Linked DNA regions of Mus musculus: region 2 is linked to region 1. Evidence: chromatin contacts called from public Hi-C data. All regions are on one chromosome and are shown on one strand. The core of a region is the stretch at or near the end of the contact, and the rest is flanking DNA. Distances in the headings are between cores, read along the strand shown. Region 1 overlaps Hace1 (HECT domain and ankyrin repeat containing, E3 ubiquitin protein ligase 1). Region 2 has its middle 180 kb from the start of Gm35430.

The links. A called contact is a pair of places that touch in the nucleus more often than the background predicts.
Region 2: a Hi-C map of cortical neurons shows a contact between it and region 1. The contact joins two enhancer-like sites. A contact is called at or near these places in 3 of 484 Hi-C or Micro-C datasets (all in cortical neurons).

Annotation. Positions count from the first base shown.
Region 1 is chr10:45,672,917-45,679,349 of GRCm38.p6, forward strand. Hace1 (HECT domain and ankyrin repeat containing, E3 ubiquitin protein ligase 1) reads left to right here. Exons shown (of 24, transcript NM_172473.3): 18 at 3,465-3,614; 19 at 4,151-4,347. Among named protein-coding and RNA genes, the nearest start is that of Hace1, 98 kb to the left of the region's middle. Within about 2 kb of position 4,090, at least 4 of the 459 cell types and tissues checked have an H3K27ac peak or open chromatin away from gene starts, as enhancers often do. A contact at or near this core is called in cortical neurons, where this site is marked.
Region 2 is chr10:46,043,112-46,049,544 of GRCm38.p6, forward strand. No RefSeq gene overlaps it. Among named protein-coding and RNA genes, the nearest start is that of Gm35430, 180 kb to the right of the region's middle. Within about 2 kb of position 2,805, at least 21 of the 459 cell types and tissues checked have an H3K27ac peak or open chromatin away from gene starts, as enhancers often do. A contact at or near this core is called in cortical neurons, where this site is marked.

The DNA of each region.
Region 1 (6,433 bases), core at 2,840-5,339:
GAGAATTTGATCTTTGTTTCTTTGAATAGCCCTGATGTCTAGGTGGGTGTTCCCTTGTCACAGGAGAAAACTGAAGTCAGAGTGTGGTACTCATTCACATAGCTTTCTTCTGATCATTCGGTTTTCAAATGCTTGTCTCAGGGCCTCAAAAGTTCTCTTGAGAACCTTAATATCTATTCACTTTCAGGATTGTTTGTTTCTGTCTTTGACTGCCCTCCTGTACTATTATTTTTCTTTAACATTTTCTTTTATAAAATGGTAGTAGATGGACTTTAAATACATCTTTATTTGGAAACAGAATTTTGCTAACCCTATTTGCATTTCTGTTGTAAAATCATGAAAATCAAAGTCTATCATGAAAATCAAAGTCTATCAATTGTGATGTCCTTCTTACTGGCTTTATTTTTAGTCCTTTTAGGAGATCAGACTCGGGGAACTGAGAAGCTTGTACATAGCCCTGAAAGCTGATGGACCCTTGTGGAAATGGTTCTTACAGACTATATAAAGATAGGATTTGATATTGTAAACTAAATACTAGTGGTTACAACTCATTTTGGGAGGTGTTTTTGAGAATTATCTAACTTAATAACACATATTTGAAGTGAAGGTGGGGCTGAAAAATACTATTTCCCCAGTGTTTGAAAGAAGAGATTATCTTTCTAATTACAACTGTTGACGGCTGCAACTAATGAGCAGCACATGCCTGTGTAAGGAGGGTGAAGGGAGGCACGAGTGGGGAGGCACAGGCTGTGGGTGTGCAACTGTGCGCAGTGTCTCTGGCACACCTGCAGTAATTAAAGTTACTCGGGGATGTGGGACTGCCTGGTTCAACCTTTGATCATTTTCTGTGAGGCAAATTTGGTGTTTGTGATTTTTATGACAAGCTTAATAAAATACCAAGCTTAATTACATAGACATAATTTTTTAAAGCTAGATCCAGTGTATTTTAGTCTTCTTTTCTTTATAGTTCCTTATTCTGAGTCAGTTTAGTTGCATATGTGGAGTCCTTAGGTGTACTTCCTAATGGTGAGGGTGACAGCTGTGTGTGGACTCACACACTAAGGTTTTGATTTGTTATTTCTGTAGTTGATGTGAGTTTTCTTGGCGGTGGCGGGGCAGGGGGTCATCATAGTATTAGTAACTTAAAACTCAGGGAAATAGTCCCCGTTGTAGGCTTGATTGTCCTGAAGGGATTAAATTCAGGATTTAAGAATTCATGATGTGGGGAATGTTAGATAAACCCAATATTTTATAGTATTGCAAGATTATTTTCTTGTCAGATTAAGATCAATATACAATGTAGTTTAGTGGTTAAGAGTTTGGCTTTTGCAGTGATGGCAGGTGTGAATCCTGGCTCTGGACTTTCCTTTCTGTGAATATTGGGACAGGAACTTAACCTTTTTGAGCTTCAGATTTCTCATTTAATAATGATGATAATCTGTGATTTAGAATAAGAATTTCGTTAGTTGATACATGAACACAGCGCAGCCCCTGGCACATGGAAAATGTGAAGTAAATTTTAGATGTTCTTACTTTTATTTTCAGAATATTTTCCAATGTAGTAGGGTTTCCCTCCTGAAATGATGTTCACTATTTCTTGAAAACATTTTTAATAAACATATTTTACTTGAAAAATAACCAGTTTTTAAATTTTTTACATTGTTAAAAATTATTAATTATGTTTATGTATGTGGGTATATTCATGCGAGTGGAGATGATTATGGAGGACAAAGGCACTCCCTGGAAGCTGGAGTTAGCAGACATGAGTGCTGGAAACTGAACTCTGATCAGCTGGCAAAGCAGGAAGTTCACCTTACCACTGCACATCGCTCCAGACCCAGTTAAATGGTTTTTAATACTAGAACTTAAGCTAGCTGGGTCCACATACATTTTTATTGTTCTAAGTAGTTTTTGAATAAAATTACTTTGCTGAAGAATTTTGCCTATGTGCTAGTTTTAATTTTTTTAAATCTATTCTTTTTAAGAACCAGCATTCTCAGGAACTCAGTAGATAGTGGAGGAATATACAGAACTGGGAGAAGAAAGTAGAGTCACCAAAATCTTTGCTGGTTCATCTATAGTCCAAGTATTATCACATACGTAGGTAAAAGTATGGCTATACTCATACTATCTTTTGGAGTTATGGTTATGTTTGTCTTTGAAGTCTTTTTTGGCTGTCAACATCTCCTCTTGCCTTGCGATAGGAAATCATTACGAGAGGCAATTTAGAGTGACTGGTGTGTTTCACATGTCTATTCATCATTCAGTCACAAACAAGTTTCCAAATCTGTTCCTTCGAACCTAAGTAAACAGCAGTTTAATCCAGCCTTGCACTAGCAAATCAAAAGCCTATGAAACAGCAAGTATTCAAGGTGTCTAGACACTCATTTTCTAATACCTGCCCAGTTTTCTTTGGTGCTGTTTCATTAATTTTATCAGTTTGTCTTTGTTTAAGCCTTGTTTTTCAAATAGTAGTGTAAAGCACAAACTCAATGTATATTCTGCTCTATGAACAAATGAATTTGTAATTCACGTCAATGGCCAGAAAAAGTATTGAAGGGGAGTTAAAGTCAAGGTGTGGCTTTAGATTTCACTATTTTGCTAGGTCTTTTGGAAGTTAGTGTGTCATTTTGTCTTTCTCCTCCTCCTCCTCTTCTTCTTTGGTAAAATATAAAATTCACCACTGAAGACATTTGAAAGTAGATCGTTTGTTAGCATTAAGTCCTTTTGCTATGCTCTGCAGTCATCACCAAGTCTAATTCTGGGGCTGTCCCACCAGCCTGAGGAGAAACTCTGTACCTTAGATTCAGCTTCCTCTACCACTAATTTATTGCGCCTCTATTCTAAATTTGTCTATTCCATATAGTTCATAAAGATGGACTGTATCACGCTACTACATAGGTTTGAGTGATCATATGGTTGCTGTTGTCACTTTCACATCATTGGTAGTTGTTTAAACTTGATTATTTGCCTTTTGAGAGTAGGATGAGTTAGGTGGGCAGAGTTCCCAGTCATTAATTGGTATTAATAGGCATCACATTCAGTAATCAAATTACTTAAGAATGGTTCTTTTCATAGTTTGTGTATCTTAATATGCAACATCTAGTGAGTACTGGGCATGTACAGATGAATGAAGCAGTGTCTGTCAGATTTATAGCTGAGTAGTTACTGCCACAGTTCCTAGAAAAATGTTTGCATATGTGTATGATCTTTTATTGTGTTTACCAGGGACTCTTTGGTGTCAGTCAGAAGTATTTTATGACTTCCTCTCAAGTGTGAACTGATGATCATCTTTTATACTTCCAATTCTACTGTCTTTCTGTAGATTATGCAAAGAACTGCATGCTGTAGTCTGCATAATGTAACCATAGCCATGCTGAGTGAGTTACATGTGAATAAAGTTACCTGCATTGGAATGTTCTTTTCTGCATATAGATCTTACTGTCCTCTATTTATTTCAATAGGAACAACTTTCCAGCCCAACAGCAACTCCTATGTCAATCCTGATCACTTGAACTATTTCCGGTTTGCTGGACAGATCTTGGGGTTAGCTTTGAACCACAGGCAGCTGGTCAATATTTACTTCACACGATCATTCTACAAGCACATTCTCGGTATGGATGTACCCTCACTTCTGAAGACATTTACATTGCTTTCCTTGCAGCTTTTAGAGAGAATGGATTGGATAAGTGCCAGTTTTGCCATTTCTGTTGAAATAATTACTGCTCTGATAAGAGACCATCTGTGTTCCTAAAGTATCTGGGGGCTAGAGGGAGAGAAAAATGCTCTACCTTTTTTTAAAATCACTTTTTTTTTTTTGCATTTCCATTTTAGTGTGTATGTGTTTATACAAAGCATCCATTTTTTTATGCATATACCTAAAGTAATTGGCAATTCTGAAGCTTATAACAGCTTCCTAAATAGCTGTTTCAAAGAAAGACAGCATTGTAAAGATGAAGAAGGAACAGCAGCTTAATTTAATGGACTTCTAAATTTAGAAATTAGCATCCATTTTAAACATGCTGCAAATTTGATTATATTTTGTGGTTTTTCAGAGTATCTGTAGAGGGCAGCATTTCACCATTAAATCAGTAAAGGGAAGTCAGAAGTGCCTATATTGTAACTGCTGTCTTTTCAATTTTCTTTTTAGGTATTCCTGTAAATTACCAAGATGTAGCATCTATTGATCCTGAATATGCCAAAAATTTGCAATGGATTTTAGATAATGATATTAGTGACTTGGGTCTAGAATTGACTTTTTCTGTTGAGACTGATGTATTTGGAGCTATGGAAGAGGTGCCTTTAAAGCCTGGGGGTGGAAGTATTCTTGTGACACAAAATAACAAAGTAAGTATCCAGATTTTTGCCTTAGTCATTCTTCATAATGGCCCTGATGCCAGTTTCTCTAAATTATTCCAGCATTTGCTAGAAAAACTTACTTTGTCATTTGCAAGTAGATGAAAGTACTTAAGTTAAGCAAACTAGCATATTTAAGACTTGAGTTAGAAAGAATCATTTTAGTTTAGTACTATGATGTGTTGGTTATTTACATAATTTAGACTACTGTTTAGCTGATTGTATTAGTTAAGCATTTGCATTTTGAAAAAGTTGATTGGAAATGTATACTAAGTGATGGTGTTATCATCACTTAGTTACTCAGTATTGTATAGTTTAAAAGTTAGATATTCACCAGAAACTTAGGATACCCAAGATATAAGTTACCATTTGCAAAACACATGAAACTCAAGAAGAATGAAGACCAAAGTGTGGACACTTTGCCCCTTCTTAGAATTGGGAACAAAACACCCATGAAAGGAGTTACAGAGACAAATTTTGGAGCTGAGACGAAAGGATGGACCATCTAGAGACTGCCATATCCAGGGATCCATCCCATAATTAGCCTCCAAACGCTGACACCATTGTATACACTAGCAAGCGTTTGCTGAAAGGACCCAGATATAGCTGTCTCTTGTGAGACTAGGCCGGGGCCTAGCAAACACAGAAGTGGATGCTCACAGTCAGCTATTGGATGGATCACGGGCCCCCCCAATGGAGGAGCTAGAGAAATTACCCAAGGAGCTAAAGGGATCTGCAACCCTATAGGTGGAACAACATTATGAACTAACCAGTACCCCGGAGCTCTTGTCTCTAGCTGCATATGTATCAAAAGATAGCCTAGCCGGCCATCACTGGAAAGAGAGGCCCATTGGACTTGCAAACTTTATATGCCCCAGTACAGGGGAACGCTAGAGCCAAAAAGTGGGAGTGGGTGGATAGGGGAGTAGGGGGGAGGGTATGGGGGACTTTTGGGATAGCATTGGAAATGTAAATGAGGAAAATACCTAATTAAAAAAAAGTTATTCAAAATTTTTTTATTTGTATGTATGTGATATCTGCATGTATGTGAGTAGGCGTGTCTCCAGTGTGGATGCACATGGAAGCCAGGTATTGGCAATGGGTTATTTTTCTCAGTTGTTTCTTGACCTTTATGGGTAGGGGCATTTTAGCAGTATTTATTGACACTTAGTGTAACTACATACTTTAGTGTGACAGTTGTCTTAGAAACTTATCCTCTGGGGACACGTGTATAGGTGCAGGTGTATGTAAAAGTTCTCCACAGAAGTGGGTGTGGTCTGAGAAGCAGGTTACATACTGCAGTTGCTGTGTGACATGCTTTCTAGAATACCTTGCTAAGTGAGAGAGTGAGTGGCCAGGGAATGTGTGAAGTAAGTGCAAAGCTCTGTGGAGGGGCATTTACTCACTCATATTTACAGACACCTACAGACAGGCCCGCAGTGACACAGGGGAGATCTTCAACGAGATCCTTCCTGTGTCTCTTGAGTCATTGACTCAATCCTGGTTTTGCTTGTTCTGCCTTATTTTTCCATGAGAGGCAGGCAGTATCTCTCATGAACATCATTTTGTTCTACACTGCCTGGCCAGTGATTCCCGGGGAGTCATCTATGTGTGTCACCTCAAAGGCTGGGGTTACAGAGGCACACCTCTGTTCTTGCCCTTCACGTGGGTTCCAGAGATCTGAAGCTGATGTATCAAACACGTTACTCCCTGAATCAGCTTCTCCGCACCAGGTTAGAGAGTCTTAACACAGAAAAGAAATCTCAGTGTTAAAACTTTGTATGTGCTTTTATGTTCCAGTAAATCCTACCTCTTGATTTCCTATGTATATAATACACACATATATGATTTGTTTTTATTATTATGTTATATATTTGTGGTATTTGTTTTAAAGTTGACTTAAAAATCAATGACATTTAATATTTTACATTGCTGTACATATTAAAAATGTTACAGACTATAGATTTATTAAAATGTGTAATATTTGTAAAAGGCTCAAAGACATGGTCACATTTTTAAAAAGTACCTTTATTCTTCGAGAATTTCATGTGGCATATTTTGATCATATTTTCTCACT
Region 2 (6,433 bases), core at 1,555-4,054, 370 kb after region 1:
TTTGGCATTCATATGCAAACCAAAGAGAACCAACAGTAAGTTGATGTAGTCAACTGGAAATCTATCCTTCTTTTGGTACTTTACTGACTTACCAAAGGCAACCAAAAGAACTACATCAAGCATTCTAGATAAATATTCAGGGGTGCTCAGAGTATAGCCTCCTTATTGTTTCTTAACCTAAGCTATCTACAAACTATTTAGTTATTCGTTTTAGATATAAGAAACCTTGAAGAAAGTTTTAGACTTTTCTAAAGATCTTTCTCTAATCTGTTTTGATGTAATAATATTTGAACAATGATAACCCTTAATTTTAGCATGGAGACAAATCATTTACTTGGTTTTCATAAAAATTTAAATTCTATTTCTTTCTATTAAAAACCAAATGGGTTTCCCTTAATCAGACACACATCAGACAGATCTTGGGGCCTATTTGATGACTTCCGTCTGGGACAGTCACTGCCCCATGTTCAAAGCAACACAGAATTAAAGTTTAGGAAGCAAATATGCAAATAGAAGAAATGCATTTGTCAGCTTTTCTTCAAGGTTTCCTGAATTCTCTCCATGGAGGCACAGAAAACATGGGTGCAAAATAAACACAAGCATTCTGGAAGTTGGACTTGGTTGTCAAAGCAGGTGCCGTCATGGCAGCTTCTGAGGTGGGATCCCCAGGAAATTCTAAGATCTTAACCTGGGGCTGAGGCAGTTTGATTGTTAAATTGGTTGGGTTGAGAAGCAGATGATTAAAGCACACACCGGGTATGACCAGGAGAGAGTTACTGTGGAAGAAAATGCACCCTAAATGGTTATCACTCCATCGGTTTAAGTCTAGAGGAAATATAAGAGGATACAGGAGAAAGTCCTTTAGTTGTCATTATCTCTGTCTTCCTGTCTCTCAATATCTCTCTGTTCTTGTCTTTCTCTGTTGGTCTCAGTCTCTCTGTGTCTGTCTTTCTCTGTACTGACCATCATACTGTCAGGTGCTCTAATCTATTACATCCCTACTATAGTAGACTAAAATCTTTGAATCTGCCTAGATATTTTGTAACAGTGATGTAAAGTCTTGACATCGCAGGCAGTCTGTGATAAAACTTCTGAATAAAGACTTCAAGTGAAGGGCTGGAAAGACTTCTCAAGACTGGGGGTGCAGTCACCAGATCCTTGAAAGCATCTATATATTCTGTTCCATATGAAGCCCATCATCTGTGAAGGAAGCTCAGCTAACCTGAGTATTCTTTGAAACTCCAGGCCCCTAGAAAGTTCTATATATGGACTACTCTACTTCTAGACAACAGATAAATGACACGAAGGTATTTAGAACCTTGAATTTTTTTAAAGGCTGGATAAGGAGACAAATGAATAGTGGCTACTTGCAAAATTTCTACTGAGCACATATTTTTAAATTAAAAAGGAGGGAATATAGTTACTGCTTAAATAGACCTTCTAAAATTGGACATCAATAACATAGAAAAGAAATAATACTTTTATTTCTACTGCAAAAACTTCAAAATCCATGGGGCAATGCTCTGGTGTTACTTTCTGTTTTAGAGCTATCTGAATTTCTAGAAAGATCTTTCAATTTATCTTAGTTGCAACAACCCAGGTACAAGACTTGTCCTGTGGGGTATGCAGGTGAGTAAAAAAGGTCCTTGAAGCTCATGAGACAAAGAACAATAGGTTATATGTAACCAAAACTGACAAATGAGGTATGAGAAGTATATAAACATGACATTATAGACCTCTCATTTTAACTATGTGGGAGGCTGATCTGGGGTTACAGGTACCTGAGTCTAGCCTGGGCAACACAGCCAGATCATATTTTAAAACAAAAGCAAACAAAGCAAAAACACAACAAACAACACCCACATCCTAAACTGGACATAAGGGTAACCAGGAAAGTCGAAGGCTTATAGATAGGAAGCCACAGTTGAGGTAAACCTTGATAAATAAGAGTGTATCAGGTTACGTTGGGAAAGACAAATTCTGGGTACAAGGATATCCTGTGTGAGTTGGAGCACAAGAAAAGAAACATGAGAATGTGGGTTGTAAAGGAAACAAATAGAAGAGCAGGATGGGGAGCTAGGATTGTCTAAGGGGTATGGGTGGAGAGGGGTCATGTGAGTATGTACTTAGAATTGGCTGTAAACCATGGCTTGATAAGAGTAACTTAATGTGACTCCACTGGTCAGTGTTTTCCCATGTATTAAATGCATCTAGACTTGGGGGTTACAGTAGTTAGACATTCTCAAAGCTGGATCAGAGATGGTCACATTTTATCTATTGAGTTTCTCGTTTGTTTCTACCTGGATCCTGACTGATCAGCTTGGGTCCCATCTTTGTTACAGGTTCCCCACAACGCAACACTGAGATAAAGTTTGGAAGGGATTGGGGATTGTGATTGAACATTTGAATCCTCTTAGCCCTGAGATGTGGTGCAATCTACACAGATTTGTGTCACTCAGGGTAATTAGAAAGTGATTATTTTCAAAGTAAGATTGATTTGTCACTTTCATAGCTGAATACAGAAGCAGGGACAGCGTGGTGATGGTGAGATCCTGCAAGTTGTTCCTTGTGATAATACATAGCCCTTTGGTTTCAGAGAACATTGTATAATTATTTTCTGCATGACTAATTTTCTGGGCACTTTTCATTCTTGTTCATTTATTTTCGTTCCCTTGAAGTCCAACAGAAATAATTGTTCCTATTTTAGGTATCTTAGCAACTAGCACCCAGTTTAGTCAAATCTATTCTTTAAGGCTCCGTGAGACATTAAATGTCCTCGGGGTGAATAGTGGGGCTCGGCCACAGACCAAGGGCGGTGCTGCCAGCTTTTCTCATGCTGCACCACTATTGGCATGCTGATGGATGACATCTGCAGAGGGGGCCAAAGCTGGCTAGCTGAAGCTGCTTTTAGGCCCTGGCTGAAACACAAACTTTGAATCACACTCCAAAGTACAATTACCCACAACAATTTTATACATCATAACAGTAAAGAGAAAGCAGGAAATGGTTGTAGAAAGACAGAGTGATCTTTTGAGACAGTCCATGCCACTTTTAGGCAAAGTCTGATAGCACTATCTTGGGAAGCTCCCTGCTACAGCAAACTACCACCTTCATTTCACCTCACTGACTCTAGCTTGAGGAAAACACCTTTTATGGTGGCTATTCCCCAGAGAACCAAAATATGACTGTGGGTTTTTTTCTTGAGTACTGAGGAGTCCTGCTTTGAGAGAGACCCAATAAGCCTATTTTCCAAAGAACATTTTGAAATCTATTTGATTATAATCACAAAGGAAAAGATTGTGAGTCCCCTGTGTTGATTCTAAGGGAAACATTGACCAGACAGAAAACCTACCCCACAGCCAAACTGAGCTATAATGACCACACTTTTTATTTCTCCCAGGAAAGAGTAGTATAATTGGTCCCTCTAATACAGTAGCCAGTTTGTTCAATCTTTGTTCAGTAGAGGATATTTATTTGGTAGACATGCTGCATGGAATCAACTGGCCTCAGGATACAGACTGGGAATTGATTTGCTTCTAAATAAATCTCAGAAACTCAGTGATAAATTGAACATAGGCAGAATAAGCCATGTAATTAAAACTGCCTTTAGTACATTTGCATACAACAATTAACAATTTATAGGTAACCAGAACATGAGAACATATACTGCACTGATTTTCTCAAGGGCATTTGTGTGTGTGTATGTGTGTGAGAGGAGAGAGAGAGAGAGAGAGAGAGAGAGAGAGAGAGAGAGAGAGAGAGAGATTTGAATTCCATTTCTGTCACCGAATAGAAACAAGAGGTATCAACATGCTTCGGAATATGCAGTAGAAAGATCACTCGCTCCTCGCAGGCCCTGATACCAACATTCATCTTAGTACATAAAAGAGAAAACACACCAAGGATGGGAACAGCACAAACAGGGACTGCAGCAAGAGCTGCAGAGCCAACTAATTCTAACAGAGCGCAATCACTGAATTTGGCGGGAAAGCAATACCCAGCTTTAAGACAGCAACATTGGAGCTGTACTCTCTCCTTAGGAAATGTAAACAGCTCACTGATCGCTGGAAAATTTTAGGGTCTTTATCTTGCAAGAAGCCACTGTTGCAGCTGCAAATGTGATATCACCAAAATGGAATGCAGTAGAGGACATAAGCAGCCCAGGTTGGTACATTAGCATGCGTTGTTACTCAGCCAGTTTGGAAAAGGGTAATATCTTGGCTGAATGACAAGCAAAGGAATTCAAAAGGATGACACTGGCTGCTTTTTGTGTTTGTCATTATAGTATTTGCTTCTTTGTTGTTTTAAAATTAGCTGTGAAGCTGAGTGGCTTTTGAAAATCCTTCTTTGAGTATCATTTCAAACAATTCGCAAATCCTCACCATTCCATTTGAGATTTTTAAAGGCTGGATTCTGCACGTTGGTTAATCTGCTCAAAGCAAGGAAAAGCAACTTGTATTTTAACTAGCAAGTCCATTGTTACACATCTTTGTACATTAAGACAGAAAAAAAAAACCAACCCAACATAAATAGCCCTTGATAAAACTGTAAGAATTTGTATTTAAATTTAATTTTCTCTGCAAGTGCAGTTAGCATTTTTTTCTTACTGATCTCTGACATACTATTTTTGAGGGAGGAAAAAAATGTTTTTGCTGCCATGGCAACAGTATCCTTCTCTTGCTTTCCATCACAAGCCATAGTTTCTGAGCATAACTAGGAAAATTGAAATGTGGGTAGCTGGAAATGATAAGGCCAAGCGTGGTAAGCATTCATCTAAATGAATATTTGTGTCATTGTTCTTGCTCTCACGGGAAGACTGGAACTTTCAAGGTCAACGTATTTGTTCGTGGTGTTCACAGCAGCACTCATAAAAGATTATTGCTACTTACTGGGAGGCCACTCTTTTCACTAAATGTCTTATTAGCATGATTTCCCAAAGACGATAGCAAATTAAAACACTCCATAGACAGTTTATTTTATAGTGCCGAGGAGATGTAATACAAAGAAAGGGCACACCTTCTAGGCAGTTTTCAGAAAGAAATGATCCACCACTTGACCTGGAGTGTGTGCTGGGGAGGGAACATGGAGAAGGCTGCTCGAGCAACCGATTAAGCTCATTCCATTTGCTTCTGCTGGTTCCAAATGGAGCTTCTCTCTGTGATGCCCTTGCCATAACAATATTATTCTTACTGTGTTTGATCTTTCACAGGCTAAAGATATTCCAGCTTGCAGGGTAAAATGCTATTTTTTGCTCCTTTCACATCTCCCCTGCTTTGCTGTGATACCAGATTAAAAACAAACAAAGCAAAACAATAAAAACAACCCTTTTTTCCCCTTCCTCTATTGACTCTGAGTTCTACCTCTCCAGTTACATTACTTTAAGCACTGTATATATTTATTTTGGGTCTGGCACCTCTTTCCTTAATGCAATTTGGATGAGCAGTCAAACTCTATATCGACCAGGTAAGCTTTACTGAGTGTTTGCCTTAAGTAATTGTAATTTGGAGCCATGCAACACATGAAGCAGGGGCTGCCATGGATGTTTACATTATTGTTCAGATACGCTGGGGTCTGCTGCAGTTTTTGAGTCCAGCTTGTCTATGCAGATGCATAGAGAAATGTTCTTATAGACCACAGGCTGGCCAGCTCCTTCCTCTTGAGATTTGCTTTCTTAAGCAGATGGCTACATATTGTTCTGCTTCATCCACGGCACATTTCCTGACGTTTGGGAAATTCAGGTATGCTTTGCCGATTGAACTGATAAAGTGGAGATTTGTTTCCTTGTGCTTTACACCAGGATTAAAAAATAGTCATTTAATTCGACATAATATAATAGCTTGCCAAGGAGAAATCTTTGCTGCTGATTTCAAACTTGCTCTTAATGTATGAAATAAGGTTGTTGAGCACTTGTCTAGGAGTTGTGTCATTTGCAATAGGAATTGATTATCTATGTGGCTGTTTTGGTAGGCCTGTTCATGTTTACAGTAAAACCCACACTATATCAAACCTAAGGTTCTAATTGCCAGCTCTCATCTATTTGAGGTATTACTTTGGGAAAGTTATTAAGCTGTCTTAAATTAGAGATATTATAGTGCATATATCAAGGCCAATCTGAGATGCAAAAGTCTCAATTACAAATTTGAGCAGCACCCAGAACACGGGTGTGCCCAAATGCATTGTTCTCTCCTCTCAAACAGGGCTGGAGCAGGGTTTGAGAAATGTGCACAACGACTGTGCTGTTTTTCTTCTCTTCCTGTCGTCTCATTGTCATCCACATTACAAACTTTGTTCAATAAAGTGAATCAAGGGGATACTCCAATGCTGGTTTGATATCAGAGGAATTGAAACAATCTGGTTCTTAATTTTCACGTCAAAACTATTTGAGAACTTGTCAAAACTCATAATGTAAATGTGATTATTCAACACTGTTCAA